Linked DNA regions of Mus musculus: region 2 is linked to region 1. Evidence: chromatin contacts called from public promoter capture Hi-C data. All regions are on one chromosome and are shown on one strand. The core of a region is the stretch at or near the end of the contact, and the rest is flanking DNA. Distances in the headings are between cores, read along the strand shown.

Region 1 (4,829 bases), core at 1,280-3,779:
AAGAAATAATCTGAACACACATAACATTAAGCTTTTAAGGTTATAATCCTCACGTTCTTATATTTGGACTAGACTCAAATGTCCTATGATTGTTGTGTAAAGTTTTGAATCCCTTTAAGAAGAAAGCAGTGTGCTTTTAGTGTTGTGTCCAGTTTGTACCCTTTCCATACTGAAATACCACATGCTATGTCAGAAAGACTGGACCTCTCCATAACCTCCTAATCCGTCTCCCTTTTGCCCATCTTTCTCCTTCTAGTCACTGTAGCACTGAAGTTAACTTGTCTTTTTGGGACACAGGGTCCCACGTAGCTTAGGCTGGTCTCAAATTCAATCTGTAGCAGACAGTAGCTTGAAGCTAAACCTCCTGCCCCAACACCCCATGTACACTGGGATTACAGATGATCACCACCACACCTGGCTCTTGAAGTTAGCTTTTTGGAGCAATAATTCAGGATTGGTCATTTTCCTCACAAACTCCTTACTGGCAGGGGATATTTTTCTGAGTGGAGAATTTTACACATTTTCTAAAGATTTTTTTTTGGTCCATTTTTTACTGAACACTTGTGAGACTAATCAAATTGCTTAACCTCTCCGTGGTTCCGTCCCCCTTTGGTGTTTTGATCAGTACGTAAGAGATTACTGATTCTACCAAAAAGTTTTTACTCTTTTAAGTATTACATTCCCGTCTGGATGAAGCTCCCCAAATTCTTACTCATATCTTCAAAATACCTTTTAAAAGGAAATTTCAGTAACACGTGTCTTCTTTATGCATAAAATAAAAATTTAATAACGATTGTACTTTTGTAGTAATGAGCATAAGTGATATTTTTAGTTAGCTGCTGTGACTGTAAATGGTTTGAAAATACCTGCTTTCTATTGGCGACACTCGCAAGTACTGCTAATACTAAGGTTTGTTGCCTACACCGTACTTAAATGCTAAAGTTCAGTTAGAGTTTAGTGAAGGTGAAATTGTCATTTCCTTCTTTTCCTAGTTCACATACCCCCGCAACTCCTGGCATTAAGCAAGCGCTTTGGCTGTAACTTATCATCACCATGCTTCCCACTTCTAAGATGTTACCTTACTGATGCAGACAGAGCCTTCCGAGTCTATTCAGTATTTCTCCTCAGGGTCTGGAGATGGAGATGGCTCGGAACACACAATTCTGTTGAGAAGGGGGAAAAAAAAGCCGCTCGTAACATTTGGAAGTTGGTCCGGCAGTAGGCTGAGCTCTAGGGCTTTCTCCTCCCTGAAACTTTCGAACACCGCAAAGTCCCGCTTTAAAAAAAAAAAAAAAAACCAAAAAACTTTGACCACAAATCACTGAACTAAAGCTCCGATACTACATACTACGACAAACCTAACTTCTTACCGAAGCGCTCCAGCTTGTCCCAGACGCGCGGCGCGCCTTTTCCTTCTCTCTCTCTCTCTCTCTCTCTCTCTCTCTCTCTCTCTCTCTCTCTCTCTCTCTCTCTCTCTCTCTCTCTCTCCCTCAGCGAATAAAAACCCCCCTAATTTCCTTAAGGACAGGTGTGTCCCAATCAGTCTCTGGGTAAAAGGACAAGTGACCTTACACTGAAAAAATCTCCGCATCTCCAGGACGCCCGCCCACAGGGCTTCTTCCATTTTCTGTCGAATTAGGACAGAAACGAAATATGAAATACGCCGTCTTTATCGGACCCGCTAGTGTTCCCTGAGGCTAGCGCTGAGATTTCAAGAGGCAGCCTACCTGGAGTTGAATCCTAGCCTTAGATTTTTCACAGCCTTGGACGCTCGGCCGTGACAATTGTGCCCATAGACTTGGGTGGAAAAAATGAAATTATTAAACCAGCGACAACGCCAGTTTTTCTCGCAAATAGCCAAATACTGCCATTTTACGTCTACAAGTATTAAATGGGACCAATATTTGATTGTCAGATTTACACTTTAGTACTTTAAAAAGAAAAACACCGGTACCGGTCATTTTTTCACAAGTAAGCGACATGTTACATTTAGTTTAAACGTAAAACTTAAGGACCGTTCAGCGCAAGGTAAATTCTTTAAGGGAAAAACCTTTTATGAGGTAAATCGATGCCCCAAGGTCGGGTCGATCCGCTGCTTCTCCCTAAGAGACTGGTGCAGTTTACCCTCGTCCGTCGGGCGCCACCGCCTGGCTGCCTCAGCGTGCAGGATTCTCAACCCTCGCAGCCGGAGCCTGGCAGTGGAGGCGAAAGCCAGTCCCCGGCGCGGCAGGGAGCCAGAGAACCGCCTTCTTCTCACCACAGCGTGCGGCCGCCCACACGGACCTGCAGCCTTTTGCCGCCTAGCAACAGCCTGCAAGGAGGCAGGACTGTCTAGGAGGCGGGGTTTGAATTTGTTAGGTTCCCGCGCGCGCCTCTCGGTTGCTAAGCAACGCGACACGCCACCTAGCGGCGCAGGCCGAGCTTTTGGCGGGTTAAGCTGGCGTCACAGCATCATCTCGTGCTCGCTCGTGGTCAAGGGAATCAGGATCTAACCCGGCCACCGTAGTTGCCTTTTTTATAGTGGGAGGGGCCAAGGGAGGGGTGACCCTGCCGGAGCCGCGGCTGCCAGCGACATGTTCAAGGTGAGAATGTGGAGCCGGGTCACAGCTGTCATTGTCCCCTCTCAGCCTCCAGGAGCCCTCCCCACGCTCCCGGGCGTCTTTTTGGGGACCAGACTCGGTTCCTCCTGAGGCCTTTTTCACCTCCGGGCTAAATTCTGGCTTGGCGGCGGTTCATTCAGCACTCGGTACCAGCACCTGTGAGGTTGTGGAGTGAAACCCTAGATTGGTGGGATCGGCCCTTTGAGCTCTCTCGCGAATGAAACACTTTGAAAAGTTAAAACGCCTCTATCGTGCCCACCTCCTCGGCTAATGCCCTTTTGGGGTTGTGGGGAGGATGAAGCCAGGTCTGGGCGCTGCAGGGTTTGTGGCTTTGGTTGCTTGGCAGGATCAAGTTTCAGAACCTGGCCCGTGGGTGGGGGAGGGTCAGCTTCGGAGGATGTCGGGGATGCTGGCTTGGGGCGGGGCGGGGGGGTCTCTCTCTCTCTCCCCCTCATCCCCCCCTCTCTCCCTCCCTTCCCCTCCCTCCCCCTCCCTCCCCCTCCCCCCCTCTCTCTCTCTGTGTGTGTGTGTGTGTGTGTGTGTGTGTGTGTGTGTATGTAGCTGGAGCTTTACTGCCCAGTGAGCATTAGTATGAAGTCGACTCTTCTCCCCTCTTACAGTTTTTTCGAACTGTCCTCCATAAGATGGACATTTACAGTGAAGACTTTCAAAAACCTGTATTTTAGCATAAATTATTCTTTCTTAAACGGCAAATATATTTTGTCATTAAAAAAACCCCACAGGCTGTGCACACCTTTAATCCCAGCACTCAGGAGGCAGAGGCAGTGGATAAATTCATGAAGATGAGTTCGAGGATAGCCTGGTTTACGTAGCGATTTCCAGGACAACCAGTGTTACATAAAGTTTCTGTCTTAAAAAATAGCCACAGGCAGCCAGAAATCTACAAAATCAAGTCTCAAGAAACACAATATTTACAGAATGGTGCTAATGAAATTTCAGACTTGTGCTCCTCATTTCAAAGTTTCTTGCAGCTGCGGTGGGTGTTTGAGGCACAATAGTAAGGGCTGCAAAATGAGACCATGGCTTCTGCCTTCCAGTGCTGTGGTATTGTCAGTTACTAGCTATATGATAATGGACATGTCACTTAACTCCACTTAACTGCCTGTTCCCCCCCCCCCCCATTGTGAAATTAGGGTAATAAAGTCTAACTGTTAAATACTGAGGGGAATTATGTCACTAAATGCAGAGGAAGGATGGACACTGAACTCATAGATTTGTTGGCTCAGCAATGCCATCAGGGTTTACTATGGCATTTACTATGGCATTGTTGGTCTTCCTTATGGTTTCAAGATGACTGACATAACAGTACTTTCTTATTCACTAGGGGAAGAGGAGAGGATAAAACTCCCAAGCTTGGAGTATGTTTTTTCTTCAGGTCTGATTGGACCAGTATGGGTCAGGTGTCTGTCACTAGCCTCATTGCAGTTGCCAGGGAATGCTAGTCTCTGGTTAGCTTAGGCTAACAGGACCACTGCGTAAGCACAGGGAAAAGGAATGGCTTCATGAAAAGGTGTAATGGAAACTGGATCTGCAGCCAACAATGCCCATGTCGGGTATGTTCAGATAAGTTTGTGCAAGTGTGCACTGACTTTGGCTCTTTGAAAATCTTTCATGATCCTGATACATTTAATTTATTGATGGACATGAAAGATTAGCATAGCTTTATGACTCAGATAAAAAATGCGATTGTAAAACAATGGTTCTCACTGACTGGTACTACCCACTTTGAGGATGTTTTGGAAATTCCAGGGGTTCTTTGTGTCTTTAGTTGTGTTGAACATCTGTTTTATTTTTTATGTGTATTAGTGTTTTGCCTGCATATATGTCTGTGTACTACATACTTGCCTGGTACCTACAGAGGCCAGAAGATGGAATATGATCCCCTGGACCTAGAGTTACAAATGTTTGTTAGATACCATGTGGGTGCTGGGAATGGAACTTGGGTCCACTTCTGCCAACACCGGGCCCCTATCTGGTGCAGACCCTTGCAGGCCTATGCATGATGCCATAGTCTCTGTGAGTTCACATGTGTGTCTATCATGCTTTGCTTAGAAGGCCCTGTTTCCCTGAGGTCCCCATTCCTGTTGGTCCTTACAGACTTTCCTCCTCCTCTTCTACAGGGTTCTCCGAGCCCTGAGGGGAGGGTTTTCATGGAGACATCCCATTTAGGACTGACTGGTCCAAGATCTGTCACTTTCTGCATATTGT
Region 2 (4,829 bases), core at 677-3,176, 1.3 Mb after region 1:
AGCTTTTACACTGGATCTTTCTTAACAACCAAGTGTTATTGGAGTGGAAATTCATGTTATTGGAGTGGAACTTCAGCCTTCTCTCTAAATCTCTCCTTCTACTATCTAACCTGGTTGAGAAAAGAAGTCATGGCTCCTGACTTGTTCTCCACTGAAAAGGGTCTATTTTCACTGGGGATTAATGACCTTGATCCCAAATAGTCCACTTCTGGGGATAAGATAAACTTATTTTAAAGTCCATGAAGAGAAGACTGAAGTTAGAGACCCTCTATTCAAAGGTCTAAGCTTTTCATTAGTTTCATCCTTAGCATTCTTCTGCACCAAAGAATCTCATTTCCTATCTCCTGATGTCTTTGTAGAAAAAGACAGCAGCAGACCTTCAGTGGGAAACAGAAGAACAGAGCCTTTGTAGGCAGACTCAATTCCTGTGAAAATGTAGCATTGTTAAGCTTCATGAATATAAGAACTCACTCAAATTCTCCAGACCCCCATTTTTCCACTTATGACAAAGGTCACAGGGAACTTGCAAAAATGGATTGAAATGGGGGAGGGGCTGGCATAACAGGGGCTCAATAAATGATCATTTCCTTACTTTGCAAAAGGAAAAACACACAATCCCTCCAAAAGGAAGAAGAAACCAAGATTCTTCACTACCATCACCATGTGTAGATCCCGCAGAGATACCACAAAGGTTAAATCTATTGTCAATTTTGTCAGGGTTAAATTATATGGCCTAATTTTTAACAAAAGATACACTCTATGTCCTTTTTCTTTCTTTTTCCATATGTCTGAAAAACACTACAGATTCAGGGAGTTAGGCACAGCAGGGGAGGCCAACATAGTCAGCATTTGAATTATTATTGTTTTCTTGGCGGGAATAACACTGCAGTATCAAAAACTTGCTCACTGAGTAACCTATTGGAGGTGTGACAATTCTCAGTTTGCCAAACCTCCAGCTCTTGTTCACATCCTCATAGTTCACAACCTTCTTCCAACCCCAGGATAGGAAAAAAAAAAGTGGTGAAAGAGTTACAGGCAAATAAGAACAGCCCACTCCCCAGCTTCATCAGCATCCTCAGACTACAGCCACAGCAAAGTTGCAAACTGAATGAATTGGCCAGTTAAACTTGGCTTTCAAAAGGCTTTCTCAAGCTCTGGGTCATGAGGCTGACAGAAAAATCATTCTCAACTGTTATAAAGCAAGAAGCAAAAAGCGACTTGTTCTAAACAAAAAGAACACTAAAAAAAAAAATACATTTAGTTGTCCTGGTTTATCCCTCTACCTCTATTCTATCTCAGCTACATCTGGGAAGACATCGCCATCTCCACTTCTTCCCTTCTTCCTGGTACACACAACACACACACACACACACACACACACACACACACACACACACTTCCACCAACTACCTCCTCTAGACTTGATTTCAATTTAGCCAAGCCCCTTCATTCTTCACCTCATCTATTAAGTCTGTGATGAATGGACCCCCTTCCAGCTCCTGATTCCCTTTGCAAGTAGCCCAACAATAGATAGTTTTCACCAAACAACAACAACAAAAACAAAAACAAACCAACAACAAGCAGTACTCCTTGCTCCCAGGGATGCCTGGGAAGGGAGGGGTGATCGAGGAGAGTGGAAGGATGCTGCATTAAGCAGTGACCCGCTTACCTGATCTCTTTAATGCTTTCCAATTTGCACATGATTTCTTGTTCATCTGCCATGCTTTTCACTCTCAATTTCACGTCCAGGGAATTGTTTAAAAAAAAAAATGCACCAGCCAAGGCATACAATAGATACAATACAGCCACCTCCTACTGGTTTGTGGCTTTGAGCCTGTGTGGTAAGGGCTTAGAGAAGGCCTGGGAGCTGTAGTCCACAGTTCCGGGGCCAGCCAGGCAACCCGGGTGCCTCTAGAACTACAACTCCCAGAAGGCCAAGCAAAGCATTCCTGTTCCAGTTCCTGTAGCGGCACTTTAAATCAATATGTCACTGATAATTATGTCAAAGATTATAAGCAAAGGAATGAAGATATTTGCCCTACCAATGTGCGGCAAAATGGAGAAAATTTTCTCGAAAGCAGCTAGGAAGATGAGAAACATACCTTTTATCACAAGACTCGGACTCGGGCCTCACGCCTACCCCCACCCCACCCTGTCAACAAATTAAGAAATCATTTATTACAGAATGCCTTGGGCTGGAGAGAAACTGTAGGTGATTTAGCTTCCTAGATGTCAAATTTTCTAGATGCTACCTAGGGATTTGTAGCTTTGACATTGAAATGTAAATAGACTGGAACTGAAAACCGGGGCGGGGGGAGCGGCGGAGACGGGGCTGAACAAGAAAAAGGGGACTCTTCAAAATCAGGAAACCGAGTTGGAGGAAGGACCTCTTTCCTTCTGGTTCCTCATCCACTGAACTATTAGTGTGCTTGTACTTTGCCAGTCAATGAAAGGTTTACTGAGGGAGGCCCTGAAGAGGCAAAGAAAATAAAAGCAAGTTCGTAGCCTTTGTGAAGGAGAGAGTGAAGTATATTGTAAATAGAGCTGTCACAACGCCGAGATAATCAGTGAAACCTGAACATAGAAGGTGTTAATATGTTTTTAAAACTAAGAGTTTTCCAGAGAAGAGTGAGATTTCATGGAAGCAATGGCCTACATGGAGAATGCAAAGGGCAAGTGGTTCAAAGTGCCTGGAATATAGGGTTCTTGAAGTGGTATATTAGAGAGAGAAGTAGAAGCTGTATCAAGAAAAGATAGATTGTAGACACATTTTAAAAATATTTTAGAATGTTTTCTTTGGCTATTTTATGTGTTATACCGTGTATTTCCATCAAATTCACTCCCAAGTTGCTACTCTCCTATCCCTTCCAGAACTATCTCCCTCCTAAATTCATGCATTCTTCCTTTAAGCCATTTTTTGGTGCTACCCGTGCATGCACCGGTGTAGGGCCATCTACTGGAGCATGGACAGTATTATGGAATCAGCATCCCTGAAAAAAAAAACCAAAACAAAACAAAACTGAAGCTCATTCCCTAGCAGCCAGATTTTGAAATACCATGGAGTGTCAGATTAGAGTTTGGAATTCATCCTATAGGCACATAGTTATTCAGTATGCATTTGTGCTTACTGTATGCCAAATAATGTGCAATTATATTTAGAGTATATATCAATTTTTGGTGCTGGAAATTCTACTCAGAACCTTATACATCCTTAGCATGTACTCCACTACTAAGCTACATCTCTAAATTCTAAAGTAAAATAATTTAAAAGCACAGGAGCAATTAAATTGGGGTGATATGAGAAGATGCCAGTGAAAGCAAAGTTTAGAGTTAAAGAAAATGAAAGCTAGTAAGAGGGTATTAGTTATTCAAAGAAGATAGATTCACGTGGAAGCCAGGCTTCAGAAAGGAGTGTGAGAGGTAAGTTAACAAGACTCACCTCCACATTGTCCCTCTCAGCTGCCTGTTGAGGGCCCCGAATCTTTGAGGTACTTTACTAAACTGCAATTCATAGATTTACTAGAGAGAGGAATTTCAGGAAGCAGAATTAGAGATTTCGTGAAAGATATTGTGGTGGTTTGAATAGGAATGGCCACCATAGGCTCTTGTATTTGAATGCTCAGTCCTTATGGAATGGCATTAAGCTCAAGCCAGGCTCTTTCTGCTTCCTGTGAATCCAGATGTAGAACTCTCAGCTGCTTCTGCAGCCACCATCTGCCTGCGTGCCACCATGCTTTCTGCCATGTGGGTAATGAAACATGAAACTGTAAGTAAGACCCAATTGAACGCTTTCCTTTATAAGAATTGGGATGGTCATGTTTCTTCACAGCAATAGAACATTGACTAAGACAGATATTAAGGAGGAAAGGTCCTCAAGAAGAGACCTAGAGCACACATGAGAATATGAATATGGGATTTTCTAAAGGAAAGTCAAAGAAAATGAGATTTCCCCAAATATACACATAGACTCCTTTAGAGAGTCACGATTATTTGTTTTAGCATTAGCCATAAAAACCATTTTGGTGACTCTCAGATAGCATACCAAAAGGTTAAGAAACCATTTGTTTTCTCAGTTTTCCATAAGTGAGATAAGTGAAGTGGCTACTTCACTTGGGTGGAACTATAGTCTGATAAAGTAATAAGATTCATTGTAGTTTGGCACACAAGGTGTTCAGTACGTATCAGTTAGCTATAAATGGGATTCCTGGGAAAGTTTCAAGTTTGTAGGTGTTAAGGGAGAATGCCTGTAAGCAGATGCTAATTGTGCTGTAATTATCAGTTCTATGTTGGTGATGGACTTCAAGTAGACGCCAGGGTGACTCTTCTAGTGAACAGTGTGAATATAGGTGGGAAGGATAGGCAGGAATCGAGGGAGTGGAAACTTCAGCATATGTTGTATAAAAATAGTTTGAATAAAAAAGGTGGAAAATAAAATCCAAATAGGTTCCTGGATGAACATAAAGTACTTTTCAATATGAGGTAGCATTATTTGGGGGAGAAGTGGTCGTTGTAGATGGACATATATGGAAGTAGTTCAAGAATGAACTTAGAAGAACTGTTTCTATTTTTGCCCAATTTGTTTGACAATTTTGCCATGCTAGGAATGGAACTCAGTATTTCTGTATAATAGACAAGTGCTCTTCCAAAGAAGTACATAGGGGGCCTAGTCTTTAAGGTTTTAATATAAATGTATCCATCCTTTTAAAAATGTTGACATAAACCTGGGAGAGTGGGGCCTAAAAATGAGGTAAAGTCTCATGCAATAGCCAACTTTATTCAGGGCATCGGCGATTTATATTCTGGGGGTTAAGCAAGTCATAAGTAAGGTT

What was found. Promoter capture Hi-C pulls out the DNA fragments that hold promoters and counts their contacts.
Region 2: a contact with region 1 is called in a promoter capture Hi-C map of liver, with 3 times the contacts expected there. The contact joins the promoter of Zc4h2 here to the promoter of Apoo in region 1. A contact is called at or near these places in 3 of 39 promoter capture datasets (cranial neural crest, liver and pre-B cells) and 1 of 9 other capture datasets (liver).

Annotation. Positions count from the first base shown.
Region 1 is chrX:94,364,581-94,369,409 of GRCm38.p6, forward strand. Apoo (apolipoprotein O) reads left to right here and starts at 2,530. Exons shown (of 9, transcript NM_026673.4): 1 at 2,530-2,582. The coding sequence starts at 2,574. It overlaps Fam90a1b (family with sequence similarity 90, member A1B), which reads right to left and starts at 2,197. Exons shown (of 10, transcript NM_001362881.1): 1 at 2,051-2,197; 2 at 1,079-1,163; 3 at 1-10.
Region 2 is chrX:95,656,583-95,661,411 of GRCm38.p6, forward strand. It overlaps Zc4h2 (zinc finger, C4H2 domain containing), which reads right to left and starts at 1,927. Exons shown (of 5, transcript NM_001003916.2): 1 at 1,670-1,927. The coding sequence starts at 1,722.